Regions from separate parts of the Zea mays genome. Here region 1 is linked to region 2. A link is a contact called in public Hi-C data. All regions are on one chromosome and are shown on one strand. Each heading gives the region's core, a stretch centred on a gene start, on an enhancer-like site or on the middle of the called end of the contact. The rest is flanking DNA. Distances are from core to core; before and after follow the strand shown. Region 1 holds the start of LOC100278146 (Protein SMG7). Region 2 holds the start of LOC100383334 (UDP-Glycosyltransferase superfamily protein).

Region 1 (5,356 bases), core at 68-2,567, 540 kb after region 2:
ACTAAGATAGGAAACAACTAAATTATTGCACGGTATAGCCATATGGTGAACATGTAGGGTGCATGTGATATTCCTTTACTTCCTGTTCTTTTTTTACAGACTGATGAAGGAAGTTTGTAAGTTATGATAACCTTTTTCTATAGTTTATTTTTTACGGTATCTCATGACTGGATTCAATCTTGATATCGCAGGATGCGAGGAAGGACATTCTTTTCCTTGATTCCCCCATCTTTTGCAACTCCAGCTGAAGCGCTCTGAATACGATTATATGAGAGATACCACGATTAAGATTTGTTCTTATAACTTTCACTTTGTTCAATTAGTTGTATTGTTCATGTACTTTAGGGGACGCTTGATGTGTGCAGTAATTACAATCAGTCTAAATAAAAAAATTAACACTTACTTTTTTGTTGATATTGTCATGTTTATTAATACTTGCTTGCCAGATTAATGATTGCACTGAGTTCACGCTGTAATTTGATCTGGATAGAGATGGTGGCAAATACATTGCTCCAAATGCAGATCGAAGTACACGAAACCTTCACATTCTTCACATAGAATGGCTTTTACCATGTACTTTGCATCTTTCTATAGCTTCAAAATGATAAATAAATGCATCTTTCTATAGCTTCAAAATGAACAAATTTATTTACCGTCCGCAACGTGTCCTTTTTTCATGAACACTATGATATGTTCTTTTGTTATAGCTTTTTAGAGTTTTGAGACAATGTGCAAAAATAGAAATGATTTTTCCATGGCATATAAACACACCTAACATGTATGTATTGGGCTATGACATTTAGATTTGTAATTTGTGAGAATTTATGAGCCGTCGCAACGCACGGGTACCTAACTAGTAAGGAGGAAGAATGGGAAGGAGGAAGATAGAGAGGGAAGAGGAGGTAGGAGGACAGGATTGTATTCTCATTTTTTTATACCCCTCACAAGAGGCACAAACACAACTACACGGCCCACGGCCACAGCCACACAGCTACTGGGCTCACTTCCACTCTAGGCCGCTCACTCTACAGTTGGCGCGACACACACGCCCACTCGGCGCCACTGTGGCTGCTCCTGTGCCACGTCCAACAACAACTCTTCCTGGGGCTCTGGTGAAGTAGCAGATGGAGTAACAAGCTGGCCGGGCTGAGGGCGTGGCGCGTGCGTGGAGCTGGCTATTCTACGCCGAATCGAACAGCCAGCCGAGCAATGAGCTATGAACCCGGTCCACAGAACTGTCCATGCAATCTTGCATTGTAATCCCTAGGGGTCTAGAACCAGGAGGGGCAGCGTCGTCATTTCACGTCTACGTGCTGATTGGGCTTCGGCGTGACGGGCGCGGCGTGCAAAAAAATGGCCAACCATTAGTTCAAACTCCTCTCTATAAAGACAGTCATAAAAGTAATAATCAGAGTTGATGTTTTTTTATAATGACAAAAAGTTAAATTTCTCCGTCGCCGAGGGAGTCCAATCCCAACACGGCGACGACGACAAACAAACAAGGAAATCGCCTCCTCCTCCTCCTCCTCCTCTTCCTCTTTCCCTCGCTCTGCCATCTGCCCCCAAATTCCCCTCCCCACTCGCTCGCGTCGCGATAGCAAGCAACGCGCAGGTACGAATTCCTCCCCAGAACTCGCGATTTCCTTGGATTCGTCCTCCTCTTGGACCCGATCGCGAGTTTTCCCGGTGCGGAACCGTGGATTTTGAGCCGAGATTTCGCGGTCACCCGCCTCGGGTTGACCGGGATTTGAGGAGATCCGCGGATTTGTTGCTGGTCGCCGGGGATCGTAGCCGGGCGCGTAGATTCATCCTTCTACGCGTCTAGGAGGGGGATTAGGGTTTCGTTTGCTCGGGTCGGGACTCGGATACTCGCTTTCGAGATTGGATTGGTACTTTTCTGGCGCGATGTTTGCTTTTCGTCGGTGACTCATGGGCTCGTAATTTGGCTGCAGGTGCTGAAACTCGTGTACTGTTGATGGATGATGACTGTTCCCATGGATAGTGCTAGCGCAGCCCCATCCTCCACGCGGGACCTTGCCGAGCGTCTCCTTACTAGGGTAAAGGCTATTAGTTCCTCTTGTTCCTTAGGATGTTATACTACTGGTCGACACTATGGGTTTTTGATCCATAGTTTCCGCTATGCCCCTGGCCTTTTCACGTTTTTTTGGATGCCTGGCGCTGCTTGTTTTATGTTAATCGTCGGGTACTGTGGATTCTGGAGCAGTTGGGATAGTTTATATGTCTTTACATAGGCTAATTCGTTTACTTGATAAATTGCTTAAGAAAGAAGAATACCCTGAGCTAATTGTTCATCAGATATAAGTCAAGCTTTGCTAGTATTCTGGGTTCTCCCATGTGGCAAGGAAATGCAATTGATAATCATGTTTACGCAAAGCATAATGATAAAGTTGTGACATTGCAATGTTATTATGCAGAATAATGAACTTGAAGACCAGCTTCGTAAGTCCGCACAATCCAAAGTCCCATCAGATCCCAACATATGGCTTCAGATGCGTGACAACTTTGAGAAGATAATTCTCATAGATCACGACCTCTCTGAACAGAGAGATGTAGAGTATCTCCTATGGCAGTTGCATTACAAAAGAATTGAGGACTTCAGGAGGAACATTAGTGCAGCTAGCTCACTTGCATCTCAGAGTGGGAAGAGCAACACTAACCCAGATCGAGTCAAGAGAATTAAATCAGCCTTCAAAAGCTTCCTTTCAGAAGCAACTGGCTTCTATCATGACTTGATGTTAAAGATCAAATCAAATTGGGGCCTTCCACTCAATTACTTTCCAGACAGCCTTGACAATGCAAACAACTCTGTGCGAGATGACATGAAAACAGTTCAATTGAAGAAAGGTTTGATTTCATGCCATCGGTGTCTGATATATTTGGGAGATCTTGCTCGTTACAAGAGTTTGAATGGTGATGGTGATTCTGCTAGTCGTGAATACACAGCGGCTTCTAGTTACTACAAGGAGGCAGCTTCTATCTATCCTTCCAGTGGCAACCCTCATCATCAGGTTTTACCACATTACTATATTTGCTCACTCAATTATTTATTCTCTATTCCCACTCTTTTAATTATAGCTGATGCCATTTCCAGCTTGCTATACTAGCTTCTTACTCCGGCAACGAGGTGGTGGCTGTTTATAGGTACTTCCGAAGCTTAGCTGCAGACACTCCTTTTGCCACTGCACGGGACAACTTGATTATTCTTTTTGAAAAGGTATTGGTGCTATCTTCATTAGCTCATGTCTGACACCTTCAGTAAGATTGTATAGTTTGATATGAGATAAAAATTTTGCTTGAACCCTTATCTGCCAAACTTGTGTTCTTTGTCTGATGATATCTGAAGACCGGATGGATGAAAATCTGGTTGGATTTCTGTTTAGCATTTTAATTGTTCCTGTGCATCTGATGTGTGATATGTCTGATAACTCTTGGCACTTAGTCACTTTGAACAACCATATATACTGTAGGTGCCTTGTAATGGCACTAAAGTTGCAGGTTCATACATAGCAAATGTTTATTTTCTCCTTTGTCCTTCAGCTTTTACTGTGTATACAGCTGTTGTGTTCATAATACTTTAGCATGTAAACTAATGTTTATAATGTTAATTGATCTTGAGATGTTTCTTTGTTTAGTTCGTTCAGTCATACAGTAGTTTCTCTGATCGATAAGTTAGTATAACAAAGCACAGATAGTTTTTGAGACATCTATATTTATATGTTCTCAATTGTAATGTTAGTATTCAGGTTGATATCGATAGCCCGAGATATCACTTCTTTGTGGCTTATATAGGATTAATTGTTCATGATACCCTGGAGAAATCGATGCATTTGCTCTACGAGATGAACATATTTAGTCAATAGCTAATGGTAGTATGATTTCGAATATGTATTCCATATTCATGTGTCAATGTATTTCAGTCTCCTAGTACTATGTTGTCATAAAGAATGTTACATTTTGCTGTTTATCTGTTTGAATCCATGTACTTGACTCTTCTGTTCAACAGATGAGGTTGATTGCTAACCTTGATTATACTTTATAATTATTCGTTCATATAGTTGTCAATATTTGCTATTTTCTGTCATGTTAGTGTCGTACTCTCGAGTAACACACAATACTAACAGAGAAAATACTTTTTTATCAAAAAAAAACAGAAATGGTTTTGTCATGAAATAAATGATTTATTTCCCAGACTTGCGCTATTAAGCTTCTACAACTTCCTATGTAGAATCGCCAAAGCTATGGACAGCTGCCAGACAACAGCAAAGTTCCTAGCACTAAGACATTACCCCCACGGCCATCTGGGTGGGGCCGAGGACGGGGAGAAGTAAGGTTTCAACCAAAAGATGTTAATGCAGAAACAGCTGAAAGGGAACGCGAGTGCAATAATGGTGATACATTGAAGACCTTCTATATAAGATTCGTCAGGCTCAATGGAATTCTTTTCACGAGGACCAGGTACAGCCCAGTCCTTTACATGATCGGAATTGCTATTCTTCAACCCTCTTCTCCTTGGTGTCAATCTGCCTAATTATTTTTTCTTCTCTCCCTTTTTAACAGTTTGGAAACATTCGGGGAGCTGTTTTCTTCAGTTAGCAATGATTTGCAGATTCTTCTTTCTTCTGGTCTTGAAGAGGACCTTAATTTCGGTTCTGATGCTGCAGAAAATGCATTGGCTGCTGTTAGACTTACTGTCATCCTTATATTCACAGTGCACAATGTAAATAAAGAGCCTGATAGGCAGTCTTATGCTGAAATTGTGCAACGCAGAGTACTGCTCCAAAGTGCGTTTACGGCTGCTTTTGACTTTGTTGGACGAATTCTCAGAAGGTGTTCAGAGCTCCATGATATTGCATCAAGCTTCTATCTGCCAGCCATTTTGGTCTATATTGAATGGCTGGCGTCCCATCCAGAGTTGGCTGTTGATTCAGAGATGGAGGAAAAGCATGCAAATGCCAGGTCTTTCTTCTGGAGCCAATGCATCTCATTTATGAATAAGTTGATCCTTACCAACCTTGCATCTGTGAATGATGATGATGACGAGGCTTGCTTTTCTAATATGAGCATTTATGAGGAGGGTGAAACTGGCAACAGGTTTGCCCTTTGGGAAGATCTTGAATTGAGAGGTTTTCTGCCCTTGCTTCCTGCACATACCATTTTGGATTTCTCAAGCAAACACACATTTGGAAGCACCAAGGAGAAGAAAGCACGGGTTCAGCGAATTTTTGCTGCAGGAAAGTCACTGCTTAACTTTGTTCAGATTGATCAGTTGAGAATTTATTTTGATTCATCATCGAAGAAGTTTGTTATGGCCAAGAACCCTCCTGTTTCTAAAACT
Region 2 (5,578 bases), core at 1,876-4,375:
ACAGCTAGCTGCTTCTAGAATGGCTATGCAAAATGCCTCTGTGAGTGAACTAAAAATAACAAAGGTTACATTTCAGTGTTACTTACAGCATGTATACATAAAATGATCAAACCCTTTGCATGTCCCAGAGATTAAATTTCCTATCATCTAGTTTCTCTACAGCATTATGGTATATGATTGACAATAGGGGTAAGTAATGCAAGATGAGCAAAAAATTACAATCCTTCAGTTAACTCATGATCCATCTCAATATATTTAGAATTCAGAAAAAAAAAACTCCCCATTACTTCCATGAATAAACTTGTGTATTAAATCATATTCCTAGTTTGTGTTTTAGGACAACATATTCAAGAGCACTTCAATCAAGAACATAAAAGTTCTATTGCTAACGCAGAAAATGCATCCCAAATTTAAATGGATCAAGATTGATGTCCATCAAGAAGATGAACACACTAGAAAGTAGAAACAAGATTTTCAACATGAAATGACGAAAATGTAGGAAGAATTTACCTGTTCAAAAATATATGTCCAGATATCAGAACCGATCGCACCTGAGCATGAGGTACAGCTCCTAACATCTCAACTCTATCCTGAAGGGAGAACTTCTCCCTCATTTCTTCAAGGCGCACACGTTTTGGACCATCACCACCAACAATAAAGCGAACCTGGCAAGTCCATGGAGTCGTGAATCGGCAACACACAACCAACTAACTAAATCCAAAACAGTACATACAGCAAGAAAATAATGGTGCAAGATAACTTCATGAAAACAGCCAAAACTCTACTGTCCAATAAAAATGTACTGTCATAGACTTTGTTCCGATTAAAACATTTTGTGATCAAGTTTGTTATATGCTGCATAACGAAGGTTTTCCCTTAGTGTGTACATACATAATTCACCTGGGTTATTTGACTTAAATTGTGATGTAGCTCAAGCTCACCTTTGGAAATAGCCGACACACTTCTGGAATGACTTCAACAAGAAGGTCGGCGCCTTTTCGGTATACTAATCTACTGACCACAACAATAACTATTTCATCACAGTTTAAGCGCTTGGGAGAGGGAGTAAACATTGCAGTGTCAACTGCATTAGGAACCATGAAAACCTTCTCTGGAGATATCCCAGACCTCAAGACAGTGTTCTCTTTGCTTGTATGTGAGACACATATTGCCTGATCAATATCTGCAAGAGTAAACTGCAGCACCTTATTCATGTGAATGCTTCCAGCATCAGCAAAACCATAAAGTGAGTGATCTGTGAAGACAACTTTGTACCCCATTGTCCTAGCATGCATTAATGCTTCATGACACAGTGTTGAAAAAGCTTGATGTCCATGCACGACAGAAATCTTCTCTCGAATAATAATTGTCCTTACAATTGGAAACGTCAAGAATAGTGTAGGAAGTGTATTCTGCATCAGGAATGGCCTCCATGGTACATAATAGACCTTTAAACCATTTGTGACATATCGTACTCCAGATCTGTTTCCATATGCATGTGTCATGACAACAACCTAGGGAAAACACATAAATTTTGTTCAAAACATTGCTCAAAATCTGGCAGCTCACAGTTAATGATCTACTATGCATGTCCATGTCGTCCAGTCCGACAGCATCTCAGTATACATGCAAGATCCTAAAAGTCTAGTATAACACAGATAAGGGTAAAGAATCTGATGAAATTAGCAGATTGGAGATAAAAAATAATCATTAGTTTATTGGATGAATATTTGTTAAGAGCATCTAACATCCTAAAAAATCGGCAAGCAAACAGAAAGCTATATAGTTTATGAGGAAAATAGGACCTTATGGCCAAGCTTAAGTAGACATTGTGACAGGTAGTAGATATGGCTTTCCACCCCACCAAAGTTTGGAAAGAAAAAGTCAGACACCATCAAAATCCTGTGCTTTGTGCCTTGCCCATCCATTACGTTAGATAACTGAAAATCCAAAACAAAAAAAAAAGAAATTAAGCATAGCATGATGCAAGACTGCTGGTTTTAAAAAGGGGAAAAGACAGAGCAAAGCAACATAATGCACCACATATTAAACCTACATCAGTAAAATGGCCTAATAACTTACAATGCCAACAACAATATGAAAGAGACTACAAGTAGGCATTACCTCATGATGAGGATTCAACCATAAAAAGACCAAACAAGAATTGCACATAAGGCTAAAGCCATTTTTCATTCACCCAGCTACCAAAGTCCTCTATTTATATCTTCTGTTTTGCTACCAATGTGTTTAGTTTCATTCAAACCTGAGGAAACGAAAAGGTCTACCCCACCAGTTTTAGCAACCTCAAATAAAGTGCATTTGCTAACACGAATATCATGTGGTGTTACTTGCTAAAAGGAAATCTCAGAGTTAGTTCACTTCTTGATCAAGCTGCTAGTTTCCAATAAACTGGCTTCCTTTAGACATAGCTTTACCCATAACTCAAGGTAACCTGTTTGAGAACATGGCTTTTATTGCACTAGCTAGCATACCATAGTTGAATTCGAGTGACTTTCATTCTCTTGTTTTTGTCTGATTTCTTCTATGTGATTCAACAATTATTTTGTGGAAATTTGCTTCATGCCTTTGCAGTGCCCACCGATTCATACATTCTGGTTATCGTTTATGCTACCCCTTTTATGATGCAGTGTAGTGCAAACAGTGAAAATGTAGAGCATCCCCAAAAGAGTAAGAACACCACCACCCATAACAAATAAGATAAAACTACCATTCGGGGGTTTGGGGGCTCCAATAGAACCCCAATCCCATATCATGGCGAAGGGATTCCTTTTCCTGACCCCCAAAACCAGCAGCCCAACCCAACGAAAGGGAAACCCTCCTCCAATCCGCAAGTAAACGGGCGTCAGAGGCCTCTCTTGGACAGAGAAGATAGAGAGGAAGGCCGAGCGCTCACCGGATTCGACGAGTAGGTCGGCACAGGCGGCTGCCAGATCGAGCATCCGACGGCGCAAATCGACACCAGCAAACTCAGCGTCGGAAGGCGACAAGGAGCGGATGGTTGGGTTGGGGTGTGGGGGCGAGCGGCGCTGTGCAGGTGGAGTGGAGGAGGGGCGCGGCGTCGGTGCTCATTGACGATGACGAGGGCACCACTGGCCGCGTGCCTCGACTTGGCAATGGCGCACGGGACGGCGGGGCCACGACCACGACCACAAGGAGGAAGCTGACGGATAACATGGCGCACGTGCGGGATGGATTTAAATAACCTATTGGAAAAGTAAGAGAAAATTAGAGGGTGTTTGAATGTACTAAAGCTAATAATTAGTTGACTAAAAATACTAGTGAAATTAGCTAGGTAACAAATAGCTAGCTAACTATTAACTAATTTACTAAAAATAGTTAATAATTAGGATGTTTGCATGTCTCCAGTTAATTTTAACCACTAACTATTATCTCTAGTTCATTCAAACATTCCCTAAACTAAAGATAGTTTCATAGGTTCTGGAATTTTGTTACCATGAATACATCAAGTTGTTTAGAACATGATGAACCCTTTGCCGGCTTACCGAGCGACGGCGAAGACCGGGAGGCGGGATGGAGCTTCGAGCCCGAGTCAGCGCCGAAGATGGCGGCGGCAGATGGCTCCTGCTCCCAGTGAACTGGTGAAGTGGAGGTAGGCGGAGGTGCGGCACACCAAGGTGCCGCCGGTGCTCGGTGTGGACGCGACGCAAAGGCCCAAGACCGGGAGCGCCGGAGCGAGTAGCGGGCGTGGTGCGGAGGCTCGAGGCTAGGAGCACGGAGCGATGGAGACGGGAAGAAGCAGCGGAGCGGGGAGCCTGCGAGGGCGCGCCGTAGAGATGGGGACGCGCGGCTAGGATTGCTCATAACCCGTTGGCCCGTTGGGATAGTCAGACTAAGATAGTTGGGTCGCTGGGCTATCGAAGCCCGGGCATGCCAAGCGGGGCCTAGGCTCCGCCCATGATGATGACTGACTAGACAGATACCGAGCGACTAAGAGAGGGTCGATCAGGTCAATCCATGTATAGTGTGTGATCAAATATTTTAATATCAATTATGAGTATTAAATATATGTTTAATTATGATTAATAAATTCGTCTTCTCTTTTAGTCTCTATCTATATAATTAGTTTTATAATTAAACTATGTTTAATAATCATAATTATCTGATAGTTCATTATTTTACTTATAGTAGTTAGTTGTCCGTCCATTGCTACAGTTTCTATATATATTATATAGGTAGACTTTGTTTAAATGAGATATTTATTCAAACATGATTGTATTTTTAATTTTTAATTATTAGTATATATTTTTAAATATCAGTCATTTGAATAATTTTTAATTATTGGTATAGGATGAACTCTAGCTTTTAAAGGTTTTTGGTATTTCTGCGCAAGTGAGAGGGGAGAGAGATGGGAGGATGCAAGAGAAACTCCGACTTTATATTAGTAGAGATAGAGAATTTTTATTTTCATCTATAATTTTATTTGCTTTGATCCTACACAACAGGTTTTTAAATTTTATCAGGGCCTCCATAGAGCTTATATAACTTACACCAAATTTCATTTCCTTCGGTTAAAGTTAACATTTGATTAAAATATCTATAGTAAAAGATTCAACAAACAATTGCTAACTCTTTTACAATCTAAATTTTTAGAATTCTTATTTTATCTTATCATGAGTGACTCCCTAAACATCTAAATCAATTGTTTCTATATAGGAAGGCATGGACCATGGTAGCACTTCAATATGAAAAAATTAACGTCGTCAAAATGTGGAGGTCTCTCAGAGAGAAACACACTCGTGTGTCCCAACCGCTCTAGATAACATCGACTTAACGGTGGCGAAGTTAAATGTCTAAATTAGACCAATTGACTCTAATGCTACTTAAAGAGACTGTGAGGGACAATTGTTCCGTCTTCCGCAACAATAGTAGGTTCCTGGACATGAAGCTCCTGGCGATTCCCCGGAAGTGAGCATGTCTGGGTTTTTGCCTCCAGTTGTCGATGACGAGGATGATTCGGATCTGTCCCAGCAGAGGTGGAGGCTTTTTGGACATCATTCGGTTTCTTCGGCCCGTTCCTCGGTGCTTTCGAGGCTTGGGCCGCAGGTCTCTTCTTCGGCGGCTGCTGGATCGGTTGATGTCGCAACACTTCAGATTGTGTCAGCTGTTGAGTTGGCTGTGCCTGGGTCTGCTGAACCAGCGAATGATGTTTTTCTCTCAAGAGTTTCGGTTGATGAGTTGATAGTGCCTGGGTCTGCTGTACCAGTGGATGCTCTCCCAAGTGTTTCGGTTGATGAGTTGGCAGTGCCGGGGTCTGTTGTACCAGTGGATGCTGTTTTTCTCCCAAGTGCTTCGGTTGATGAGTTGACAGCGCCTGGGTCTGCTGAACCAGTTGATGCTGCAACTCTCCCAAATGTCTTGGATGCTTCGGTGGTAGAGTTGCTGGCGCCTGGGTCTGCTGTACCAGTTGATGTCGTAACTCTCCCGAGTGCCCCGGCTGCTGCTGTTGATTCCAATTTTTGCCCTACAGTCTTGGGGGGTGCTGTTGTCAACATTGCGGATCCCTATGGTCCTTCCCTAAATCTGCATGGGAGGGCTG

What was found. Hi-C and Micro-C count contacts between places; a contact is called where the count stands out from the background.
Region 1: a contact with region 2 is called in a Hi-C map of leaf, with 4 times the contacts expected there. The contact joins the promoter of LOC100278146 here to the promoter of LOC100383334 in region 2. A contact is called at or near these places in 2 of 25 Hi-C or Micro-C datasets (leaf and leaf mesophyll).

The regions. Positions count from the first base shown.
Region 1 is chr2:176,195,819-176,201,174 of Zm-B73-REFERENCE-NAM-5.0, forward strand. It overlaps LOC100278146 (Protein SMG7), which reads left to right and starts at 1,318. Exons shown (of 8, transcript XM_008671874.4): 1 at 1,318-1,612; 2 at 1,953-2,057; 3 at 2,436-3,029; 4 at 3,113-3,235; 5 at 4,247-4,476; 6 at 4,579-5,356. The coding sequence starts at 1,980.
Region 2 is chr2:175,653,983-175,659,560 of Zm-B73-REFERENCE-NAM-5.0, forward strand. LOC100383334 (UDP-Glycosyltransferase superfamily protein) reads right to left here and starts at 3,126. Exons shown (of 10, transcript NM_001175992.1): 1 at 2,915-3,126; 2 at 1,806-1,940; 3 at 1,377-1,514; 4 at 942-1,196; 5 at 511-665; 6 at 1-49. The coding sequence starts at 1,928.